Regions from separate parts of the Gossypium arboreum genome. Here all the other regions are linked to region 1. The links are chromatin contacts, called in public Hi-C maps. All regions are on one chromosome and are shown on one strand. Each heading gives the region's core, a stretch centred on a gene start, on an enhancer-like site or on the middle of the called end of the contact. The rest is flanking DNA. Distances are from core to core; before and after follow the strand shown.

Evidence for each region. Hi-C and Micro-C count contacts between places; a contact is called where the count stands out from the background.
Region 2: a Hi-C map of leaf shows a contact between it and region 1, with 5 times the contacts expected there. The contact joins the promoter of LOC108465223 here to the promoter of LOC128281864 in region 1. A contact is called at or near these places in 2 of 5 Hi-C or Micro-C datasets (both in leaf).
Region 3: a Hi-C map of leaf shows a contact between it and region 1, with 4 times the contacts expected there. The contact joins the promoter of LOC108453638 here to the promoter of LOC128281864 in region 1. A contact is called at or near these places in 2 of 5 Hi-C or Micro-C datasets (both in leaf).

The regions. Positions count from the first base shown.
Region 1 is chr10:46,459,220-46,462,638 of ASM2569848v2, reverse strand. LOC128281864 (pentatricopeptide repeat-containing protein At1g63400-like) reads left to right here and starts at 1,493. Exons shown (of 2, transcript XM_053020007.1): 1 at 1,493-2,622; 2 at 2,710-3,158. The coding sequence starts at 1,493. The coding sequence ends at 2,392. LOC128282052 (pentatricopeptide repeat-containing protein At1g12775, mitochondrial-like) reads left to right here. Exons shown (of 5, transcript XM_053020266.1): 4 at 203-790; 5 at 928-1,456. The coding sequence ends at 1,456.
Region 2 is chr10:46,852,110-46,855,907 of ASM2569848v2, reverse strand. LOC108465223 (probable sucrose-phosphate synthase 3) reads right to left here and starts at 1,284. Exons shown (of 12, transcript XM_017765545.2): 1 at 499-1,284. The coding sequence starts at 774.
Region 3 is chr10:46,967,030-46,970,805 of ASM2569848v2, reverse strand. LOC108453638 reads left to right here and starts at 2,125. Exons shown (of 2, transcript XM_053019894.1): 1 at 2,125-2,645; 2 at 3,348-3,776. The coding sequence starts at 2,262. The coding sequence ends at 3,404. LOC108456664 (O-fucosyltransferase 1-like) reads right to left here and starts at 1,212. Exons shown (of 10, transcript XR_008272273.1): 1 at 1,081-1,212; 2 at 806-977; 3 at 14-92. LOC108453619 (alkaline ceramidase-like) reads right to left here. Exons shown (of 4, transcript XM_053019893.1): 4 at 3,619-3,776.

The DNA.
Region 1 (3,419 bases), core at 244-2,743:
TCCAGTCCTATTATTTAAAAAAAAATGGTCTCTCCGAACCAAATATAGTTTTGTCCTGACTGATTCAATTGCAACTGTACAGTGATGATATGGAGACGGTCATGAAGACGAAGAGAATAACCTCAACGATTTCTGGTTTTATTCTTCCTAATTCTCTTCTTTTTCCTTTTTCTAAACTGCCCGTTACGTGTTTTCTTTCCAGTTGTTCTACTGCTTCTGATGAAAATGTCAAGATGGGTATGTCCAAACCCACCTATCTCGAGAATTTGGTCATACATAAGTGTAAATCAAGATCCCTTGAGCTTGATGAAGCTCTGGGTTTTTTCAATTCCATGATTTCAATGAGACCCTTGCCCTCAGTTTCGGCTTTCAATTATCTGCTTGGAGCAGTCTCCAAGATGGAACAATGTGCATTTGTTGTTTCCATGTGTAAACAGATTATGGGTTGTAGTGACTTCCAACCTAATATCTTTACAATGAACATTTGGATCCTTTGTTTGTGCAATTTGAAGAAGGTGGACTTAGGTTTCTCTGTGTTGGCTATGATTGCAAAACTTGGTCTTCAACCTGACGATTATACCATGAATACTCTGCTTATTGGACTGAGCGACGAGGGTAAGATTAACAAGGCAATGGGAGTGTTTAGGAAAATATTGGAGACTGGATATCCGCATAATCAATACACTTTCAGTATTATTATGAGGGAACTTTGCAGATCAGGGAATTCTCGTTTTGCTGTTCTTCTTCTGTTAAAGATGAATGGAAATGGAAGCTTTCAACCTGATGCGCTGTGCTTAGTACAATTATTGATGGATTCTGTAAAGAGAATTGCATGGACAAGGCTTTGATTATCTTTCGAGATATGTTAGATAGGAGAATTAAGCCTAATGTTGTTACATTCAATTCGTTGATTAATGGATTTTGCAGCGTTGGCCAGTGGGATGAAGCAAAAGAATTATTAGTTGACATGGGTAACAAGGGGATTTCCCCTAATGTCTATACCTTAAATACTCTGATTTCTGCTCTTTGCAAGGATGGGAAGATCCAAGAAGCAATATTTGTATTTGATTTAATGACCCAAAGAGGCACAAGGCCTGATGTTATCACTTATACTATGCTAATTCATGCCTTATGCAAGTTTGGCGAATGGAGATTGGTCAGGAATTTCTTTGCAAACATGATTGCATCTGAAATTTTACCTTCCGTTTTAACTTTCAATTCCATGATATATATTTTATGCAAGGAGGGGCAGTCATCAGAGGCAATTGAAATTCTGGAACTAATGACTCGTAAAGGCGTGAAACCGGATGTTGTTACCTATAATCCTCTTATTCAAGGACTTTGTCATTCTGGGCAATGGAAAGAAGCAACAAGCTTGCTCAATAGAATGATGAATGAAGGAGTCCATCCTGATGTTGTGACTTTCAATTCTTTAATCAATGCTTTATGCAAGTAAAAGAGGACTTCAGAAGCCTTTACTGTGTTGGAATTAATGATACAGAGAAATGTAAAACCTAACGTTGTCACATACAATTGTTTAATATATGAGTTTTGCAGTTCGGGCAAATGGACGGAAGCAACAACCGTGCTCAATAGAATGATGAATGAAGGAGTACATCTTGATGTAGTAACTTTCAATTCTTTAATCAATGCCTTATGCAAGGAAAAGAGGACTGAAGAAGCCATTACCATGTTGGAACTAATGAGTCAGAGAGGTGTAAAACCTGACATTGTGACCTACAATTGTTTAATACGTGGATTGTGCAATTCAGATAAACGTGCAGAAGCCACAAGCTTGTTTAGTAGGATGTTGAATGGAGGAGTCCAGCCTGATATGGAAACTTTAAGATCTTTAATCAATGCTTTGTACAAGGAAAACAAGTATGAAGAAGCCATTAGCATGTTGGAACTAATGAGTCAGAGAAATGTAATACCTGACATTGTCACCTACTGCTTTTTAATACTTGGATTGTGGAGTTTAGGTAATTGTGCAGAAGTGACTAGCTTGTATAGTAGGATGTTGAATGGAGTCCAGCCTGATGTGGAAACCTTAAGCTCTTTAATCAATGCTTTGTGCAAAGAAAAAAAGATTGAAGAAGCCATTACCTTGTACAAATTAATGATTCAGAGAGATCTGAAACCAGACATCGTCACCTACAGTTGTTTAATACATGGATTATGCAAATCAGGACAATGTGGAGAAGCAACAAGCTTGCTTAGTAAGATGGTTGCTGAAGATATTGTACCTGATGTTGAAACTTTTAACATTTTGTTGGATGCTATCAGCAAACAAGGAACAAAAGAAAAAACTCATGAAGTACTGAAGGTGATGGATCAAAAAGGCGTGAAGCCGAATGAATTTACTTACAGGATAATGATTGAAGAAGTGTAAATGAATTTACTTACAGGGTAATGATCGAAGAGGTGTAAAGCCATTACCTTGTTTTGTGCCATAGTAAAGCTTTCCTTCACTCGGGTTGATTTTTGTTTTCTTGTGCTTGGTTTGTAGACAGCCTTTTTTTTCCCTCCTCCATAACACACTTTTCATCTGGCTTTGCTTGCTTTTAGTTGTCTGGTTTACTGCCATGATAATGCTTTTCTTCTGGTTTTGGTTTAACATAGGTAGGAAACCAAAATATTGTTTTTCTTCTGGTTTTGGTTTAACAATATAAGGCTTTTCTTTTTCCTCACGGTTTTCTTCTTGTTTAGGCTTGTAAATGTCATAGTTGGGAATATCTTCTTCATCGTCTGGCTTTGCTTGAGGGCTGTCTGCTGTTATTCCATCTAAACCATGCTTAGATGAATCATCACCATAACCAGGCTTCACTTTTCATACTGGTTTCTCTTTTTATGCCATAATCAGGCTTTTGCTTGAGGGCTGTCACCCCGAATGCCATCAATGTTAGAAGGAGAATGCCAAGGAGAGGTGAGAGAGCCTTGGCAGTGGCACTATTAATTCTATCGCTCTGGAATGTTATGTAATAATTATTATTAGAAGGAAATATAAGTGGATGAAGAATACAGGATGACACCGTTGCGTTTTATATGGGATTGGTCAAACTTAATCTTAGTTTACTAATGGCTAAGACTGTAGTTCTGAAACAAAATAAACAATGATTCTGGGTTTAAAATTATATGAGGAGAGGCCGACTTGAAAATTTGTGGACAGACCTTAAGCATTGGTTATACTTCATTTGTGTTTTCCTCGTTGGTGAAAGGTACATGACTCGTACACTAGTTTTGTTGCCAGATTCTTTCACCAAAATGCAGTCTGATTGTTTCTTAGACTTTTAGTTCAGAATTACTTCTCAAAAGTATTTTTGAGCCAAAAAGCACTTTTGAGTAAAAACTAAAATTTTCTGGTTCTGCTTTTGGTTAAAAAAGTGCTTTTGCAAAGCATTTTTTTTTATCCTAAAAGT
Region 2 (3,798 bases), core at 35-2,534, 390 kb before region 1:
CATTAAAAGGAATCAAGGGCTATTCAGCCTGATCAACAAAGTACCGAATCTAGATTAATCATAAACGCATAAGGAAAAAAGTAAAAATAAAAGAAGAGCCAATACAATTTAAGAATGCCAATTGCTCAAAATGATTCATAATTTTCCTCTCTTTACCAAAGGGTGTAATTGCAGTCACCTACTTCTTGTGGAAAAGGCCTAAAAGAGCCTACTAACTTTTAACATCCATCCACATAAGGTCAAATAAGTATGCTTATTATACATGTACTTTTTCCTTCACATGAATCACTAAGGTCAGGTACTTTTTACTACAAACAGAATACATGTAACATGTCCTTGGAAATTTGCATTTTAAAACTAAGAAATGGAAGCCATAATTTCAACAGCTTTTCATGGTGATGTGTGTATACACACACACACATACATATACATATATGTGTGTACATGTAAATGAAAAAGAATAGAAAGGTAACAATGATAGAAGGATAGAGGAGGGACCTGCTTCTTTTTACGGGTAAGGTGCCAAATGCGCCAGCACATGTTCTCGAGCCTGGAACTACGTTCTCTGGCATTCCGGGTGGCGACAACCTTGATCCATGTCCTATGTAGATCGGTTTCATCAACACCTGTCACCACCTCTTCAACAAAGTACTTTGTGGGATTAAAATGACCTCTTTCTCTCAAATCCACCGTTGGCTTTTGTTCCTCGATAGCTGCTGCTCCACTATCCAGTATTGCCTCCAAGTACCCATTTATCCACTCGTTCCCTGCCATTCTTTTTCCTTCACTTTCTCCCAGAAAACAAAGCCAGTTCTACAGCTTTCTTGGCCTAAGAAAGCATCCTGATTTTTCAATATCAAAGCAATTCTGTGAAAAAAACTTATCAACAGAACATAAGGCTGCCTTGTGTTTCGGGCTTCAGGTACAAGGGAAGTGTTTTTATGTTTTTTCACTTAGAACTCAAAAACAAAGTATGAATACAAAATTGTTGAATTTGAAAATAGAAACAAAACAATAATGATAGGAAAAGAAAAAGAAATATACAGGGGAGTGTCTTGGTGTCTACATTGAATTAATAATAAAAACGTTAAAAGAACTCGGGAAGAAAGTTTTGAAAAAAAAAAAAAGGTTTGAAAAAGGTAGAATTCGTTTAGGGTGGAAAGAGTCCTGGGAGAGAAGGAAAGGCATTAATAAACAAAGAGAAAGTGAAGGGAGAACAACTTAATAAGAGAAGCGAAGAGAAAGGGAGAGAGGTCCATGCAAAAAGGAACACATGGCTACAGAATGGTGGGTTAACCAGATGACGACACGTTTACATAAAATAAAAAAATTGCATGTAAAGCTTTAGTTTCACACAGTTCGGATATGGAATGCAAGGTGTGGGTGTGGATTTGGGTGTATTTGTTTTCCTTTCTTCACCTTTCCATGGATTGTCCGCTTCTCGTTCCTGTTTTTCCTTTTAAACTCCACAGATTTGGGTGTTTGTGTTTTTATTAAATAACTGATTAGTAGATAAATTTATATTTTGATCATTTAATTTTAAAAAATTATAAATTAATCATTAAATGTTGTGAAATAATAAAGAAAGAATAAATTATAATGTGATAGAAGAAAGAGTGTAGAGAGAATATAGAAGAGAGAGTGTATCTTCTTTTTATATATATAGTTTTCATGAGTACATGAGCCCCATATATATATAGGGGTTAAAAGTAACTCTCTAATTATTATAGGGTATGTAAAATGTTATGACCTTTTATCTCTCATATTAATGGGATATAGAAAAAGTTTTATAACTTATGGGGTTGATAATGACATCCACATAAATATTTCATAACACTCCCCCTTAGATGTTCATTATCTAATTAAACCTCGTTAAAACCTTACTAAGAAAAACTCAGTAGGACAAAAACTTAGTGAAGGAAAAAGAGTACATAATTATACGCTTGATATGCTGCCTCATTAAGAAAACCTTACCTGGAAAACCTAGTGGGATAAAACCAAGGTTAAGGGAAAAAGAGTACAGTGCGTATTAACTCGCCCTAATGGCTACATCACTTGAGATCTCGAAGGTGACGCATTCCAATGTAGTAAACAAGCTTCTGAAACACTAATGTAGGAAGCGCCTTAGTGAATAAATCTGCTAAATTCTCACTTGAACTGATCTGCTTAACTTTTATCTCCTTAATCTTCTGGAGGTCATAAGTGAAGAAGAATTTTGGTGCAATGTGTTTTGTTCTGTCACCTTTGATGTATCCACTATCGAGCTGATCAATGCATGTTGTGTTGTCTTCAAACAAGACAGTTGTAGCTTCCTTTCCAGATGATAAACCACAATTATTCCTTATATGTTGGATCATAGATCTTAACCATACACATTCACGACTTGCTTCATGGATTGCTAAGATTTCTGCATGATTAGACGAGGTTGCTGCAATTGTTTGCTTCATTGTGCGCCAAGAGATTGCAGTACCTCCATATGTAAAAACATATCCAGTTTGTGATTTTCCATTATGAGGGTCTGACATAAATCTTGCATCTGCAAAACCAATCAACTCTGTCTTAGATTTATTAGGGAAAAATAGACCCATATTCTTTGTGCCTTGGAGATAACGAAATATCTGTTTTATTCCAGTCCAATGTCTCTGAGTTGGGCATGAGCTAAATCTTGCTAGCAAATTTACAGAAAAAGATATATCAGGTCGGGTATGGCTAGCAAGATACATTAATACCCCAATTGCACTTAGGTATGACACTTCAGGACCAAGAAAATCTTCACTATCTTCCCGAGGACGGAAAGTGATCTTACAACCATCGGGGTAGTTATTGGATGTGCCTTATCCATATAAAATCTCTTTAGCACCTTTTCAATATACGTTGATTGATGCATAAGGATTCCTTCTTTTAGGTGCTCAATTTGTAACCCCAAACAAAATTTCGTTCTTCCAAGGTCTTTCATTTCAAATTCTTTCTTCAAGCACTAACAGTCTTTTGGATCTCTTCAGGAGTTCCAATGATATTCAAATCATCAACATATACTGCAATAATTACATATCCAGATCCAAACTTGTGACAGCCCAAAATTGACCCTAGTCGGGAAGTGGTTTCGGGACCGCTAAACCGAGTCACCGAAATGTTTGAACGTAATATTTATTGTCTAGAATATGTAATTATGAATGTGTGAAAATTTCAGGCTTCGATTTAGCCGATAGCATGTGAATTCAGTTAGTAGGACTTGTGTGACACTTTTGAAAAGTGATAGGCTAATCTATAAGGACCTAATAGTGCATGTAGTCAAAGGGGAGGACTTACATGTCAAATTTCCCCCCCTAATAGCTAGTGGCCGGCCATGACAAGAGATTATGGGTAAAAACATGTCATAAAACATGTTGGGACAATGGTGTATGTAAGAAAAAAATAAAATAGTGAGCATGGGAATTTAATAATGAAAGGGAAAAAAAAAAAAAGAGAAAAAAATGGTCTCATGCATGCCCATTGCCGTGAGTGTGGAGAAAGAAAGAAGAATTTTGTTCATCATTTTCATTTCCTTTGGGCTGAAAATTCTAAGGAAGAAGGAAGGAATTCTTGTTTCATGTTGGTTTGGAAGAGGTTTAGGAGGAGGTTTGGCCATACTTGTACCTAGGTTAAGCTCAAGGAGTTAAAGAAGGAGAATCAAGCAAGGGAAAGACGAAGGTCATCGAGTAGCCGACTTGGACTATTTTACCCAACACAAGGTAAGTCATTAAGCATATATTTGATATTGCTTAAATGATTGTAATATCTATGCAATTGTGTTTAATG
Region 3 (3,776 bases), core at 876-3,375, 510 kb before region 1:
TGTGAGTAGTTACAGGGCCAGTCAGATCGTGGAGCAGATGAAGGCCTCCATCCACTAGACTTGGCACTTTCCCAAAGTTCTTCTGCATTGATCTGAATAAATATTTCAGAAAAAAGACAAAAGAATGATCAAAGGTTAGAGTGATTGACAATGGTGACCAGCCATTAAAAGTGGGAAAGGGCGAGAATAAATCCTATTCACTGGTTTAGCTCCCACAGGTATATAGTATGAAATAATACAACAACCAGTCTCAAGCATCTGACTACAGAGGAACTGTTTTATTATGATTATCTCAAACCATTTCCTATAAAGATAACAAAAACCTATCAACAAATATTGTTAAAGGAAGCGGAATCATGCATAAAAACACCTAAAGTCTCTGAAAACTAGCTAATGATCCTCTTGGACTTAATCCGCATGATCCTAGCAAATTAGCATAAAACCAAACCAATGCAATAAATAAAACATTTCCACTTTGATGAATTTTCATGCAAGTAAATAGGTCAATTTATGAGGTACATTACAAACGCCAAATAAAGTACCGACCAAATGAGATGGTTTGCAGACGCATCAAACAAGAGATTCCCCCAAGGCTTCTATAGAGCGTGAGCATTACTATAGACTAACTCAGACAACAAACTTAGCTACCCATTATAACAAACTAACAACATTTACGCCTTATTAAGTTTCAACAATCTGATAATAGAAGCAATCCGCAAATTCGCTTAATACTGAAAATTTAATCACAAAGCCAGGGATCAAATTCAAGACGATCAGATCCTAACTCTTTACAAGAACCACTAACCTCGGAAGGCTCTAGAGATCCGCGATTTCCGCCAATTGTAGCCGAAAACAAAAGCGAGAGCGTGCAGATCAAAAGCACCACAACGGCAATCGTTAGTTTGGCGTAAATTCCCTTTGCTCCTACTCCTCCTCCTCCAGCTCCTTGTTTCCCATGCTGCCTATGCAGCCCCGACCTAAGCAACAAAATAGAAAGAAGAAGTTAAAAAATGGCAGTCTGGTTCAACGGAAAACCGAAATTTTTAACGGAAAAACGAATCAACTAGTTAGTTTGTAAACCTCCGCATAATTACGAAAGACAAAAAAAGCAATGTATTATTCCCAGATCTGATGTTTTTACAAATTTCCTTCTTTCTGGCTGTCGGTTTTACTTGCCGCGCTGTAAAACCTTGAAATTAGTCAAAGTAATGGTTAAAATATGCTATAGCTCCCTGCCCTCTTTGTACATTTGTAATTTAGTCTTACTACTTTTATTTTAACTAATTTTATCCTTCTACTTTTTGGATCTAAAATTATTAAAATTATTCTATTAAATTCAAACTTATTACAACTGTCTTTTTTTTTGTTATATGACTATCAAGTGAGTATTTTTTATTTTAAAATATCAAATCAATGAATTTAATAGAAAAATTTTAACATACTAACAATTAAACCTATAAAAAAGTAAAGAACTAAATTCCTATAAATAAAAGTAAAAGAACTATATGTTGAATATACAAAAGTACAAAAACTTAATACATATTTTAACTCAAAATAGATAAATAAATGAGAAATAAAGCATACTTTAGTTCGTGTTGTCAACTTAGTTCCTTAATTTTATTTTTTCACATTAATCTTTAAACTTGACAAAATTAAGAAAAATTTTCAAATTCAAAGAGTAAACAGGTGCCTTTCTCCCAGAAAAATTAAAAAAAAAGATTTAATTCTAAATTTCATCTCTCTATGTTAAGAAAGTTGAGAAATTCATCCTTATCATTTAATTTGTCAAAATTTAATCTGTACTTTATGAAAAATGAGAAATTAATCCAATTATTAGTTAAATACATAAATTTGAAGAGTTTATTTTTGCTATACAAATTACAAAACTATTACTAACTCTTTACATATAAAATTAATGAACGGTTAATTTTCAAGTCATCGATCTATCATGATATTATCTAATTTGATCAACTTCTTAATTTTTGTAAAAACAAATTCCGACAAATTAAAACAGAGGAATAAAAGTACGAAATTAGAATTAAACCTTAAAAAATTTAGAAAATAATAATAATGATTAATGAGTGAAAACTGGGGTGTAGTTTGGAGAAGGGAAATGAACGATGGGATTAGGCGGTTGTGTTGAGTAATTGGAACTGTTTCTTGGATTGGGCCTCCATTAATGGCAGAGTAGCCCATGCCCAACACAAACAAAACCCTCCTCTTTCTCCACCAGCAGCAGAGTAGCTTCGAAGAACACAGTAATGCCGAACTCTTTCAGGACCCTCTCCAAAACCCTCACCCGCTCATTCTCCACCAAATCATCCCACCAGAACCACCACCAGAAAACCCACAAATATTTAGATCCCAACTCCTTGTTGGGCAGCTGGAAGACCCCCAACAACCCCAAAGAGGCCGAGAAGAAACTCGCCCTGTTGCGACGAGACTACGCCAAGCAAGTAAAAAATGTACGCAAGGAGTACATCCACGAGATGGAGTTGTTGCGTCTTGAGAAGCTCAGAAAAGAAGAGGCTAGGAAAGAGGCTATACGAGTTGCTAATGAGGAGCGTAAAAGGCTTAAGGCTGAGGCTGCTAAGGTTAGAGCTCAAGAGCGTATGGTTGCTGAAGAAGAGTTTCGACAAACCCTGGTAATCTTCTACCACTCATACTTTGTTTCTTGAATTTTATGATGAATTTCAGTTATAAAATTAAAAAAATTGGAAATTGGGATTGGTAGGTTTGTTTAAGTGAAACACCAGATTCAAAACCCTAATTTCCTTTGCCTATCTTTCGATTATGTTAGTTTATATATAAAATAAAGTTAATGTTCAGTTAAGAAATTAAATTTTATTGTTACCTTTATTCGTTAGTTTAAGTTGAGTAGGAGAATCTCCCAAGCCTATCCATTTGTTCCATTGAATCGACGAACTAAATTTATACTGGCATTTACACTTTGACTGTATGGATATCCTATATCATAATAGTTGTTATCCCTTGATGCCTTGGTGGATATGGTTGATTCTCATTCTACCATGGCTAGGTGATATGGTAATTACGGTTGATCTCGGTCAACATGATGATATACTTCTGCTTACTACTAACATTATTGAGTTTGAAGTTGAGCATGGGAATTGAGCCGATCTCAAGCAGCTGGATTTTTTTTAATCTTATTGATTTTGTATCAAGCTCAAGTTTCTTTCAGGCTTGAGCTCAACTCGGCCTGGTTAAGCCCCTAGCCTTACCTTATATCTACGGCCCTATTTCTACTTCTCAATTTGAATATGAAGTTACTTGATCCTTCAAATCTTGGTCTTTATCAAATGGTCAAGGTTCTATTTCCATGAATGCAGTTGAAAGAAAGAGCAGAAAAGCTTGAAAATTGGAGAATGAAGCTGGATTTTTTTTAATCTTATTGATTTTGTATCAAGCTCAAGTTTCTTTCAGGCTTGAGCTCAACTCGGCCTGGTTAAGCCCCTAGCCTTACCTTATATCTATGGCCCTATTTCTACTTCTCAATTTGAATATGAAGTTACTTGATCCTTCAAATCTTGGTCTTTATCAAATGGTCAAGGTTCTATTTCCATGAATGCAGTTGAAAGAAAGAGCAGAAAAGCTTGAAAATTGGAGAATGAAACAAACGCTACATGAGAATAAGAAGAAAGAGGCGAAAGATCTAGTGCGTAGAAGAAGTTCCATGTGGATTGAAGAACAGGAATTGGAGAGTAAGATCTTTAGTGCCATTGTTTTTTAACTGATTTTTCCTTTAAATTCGAAGAACA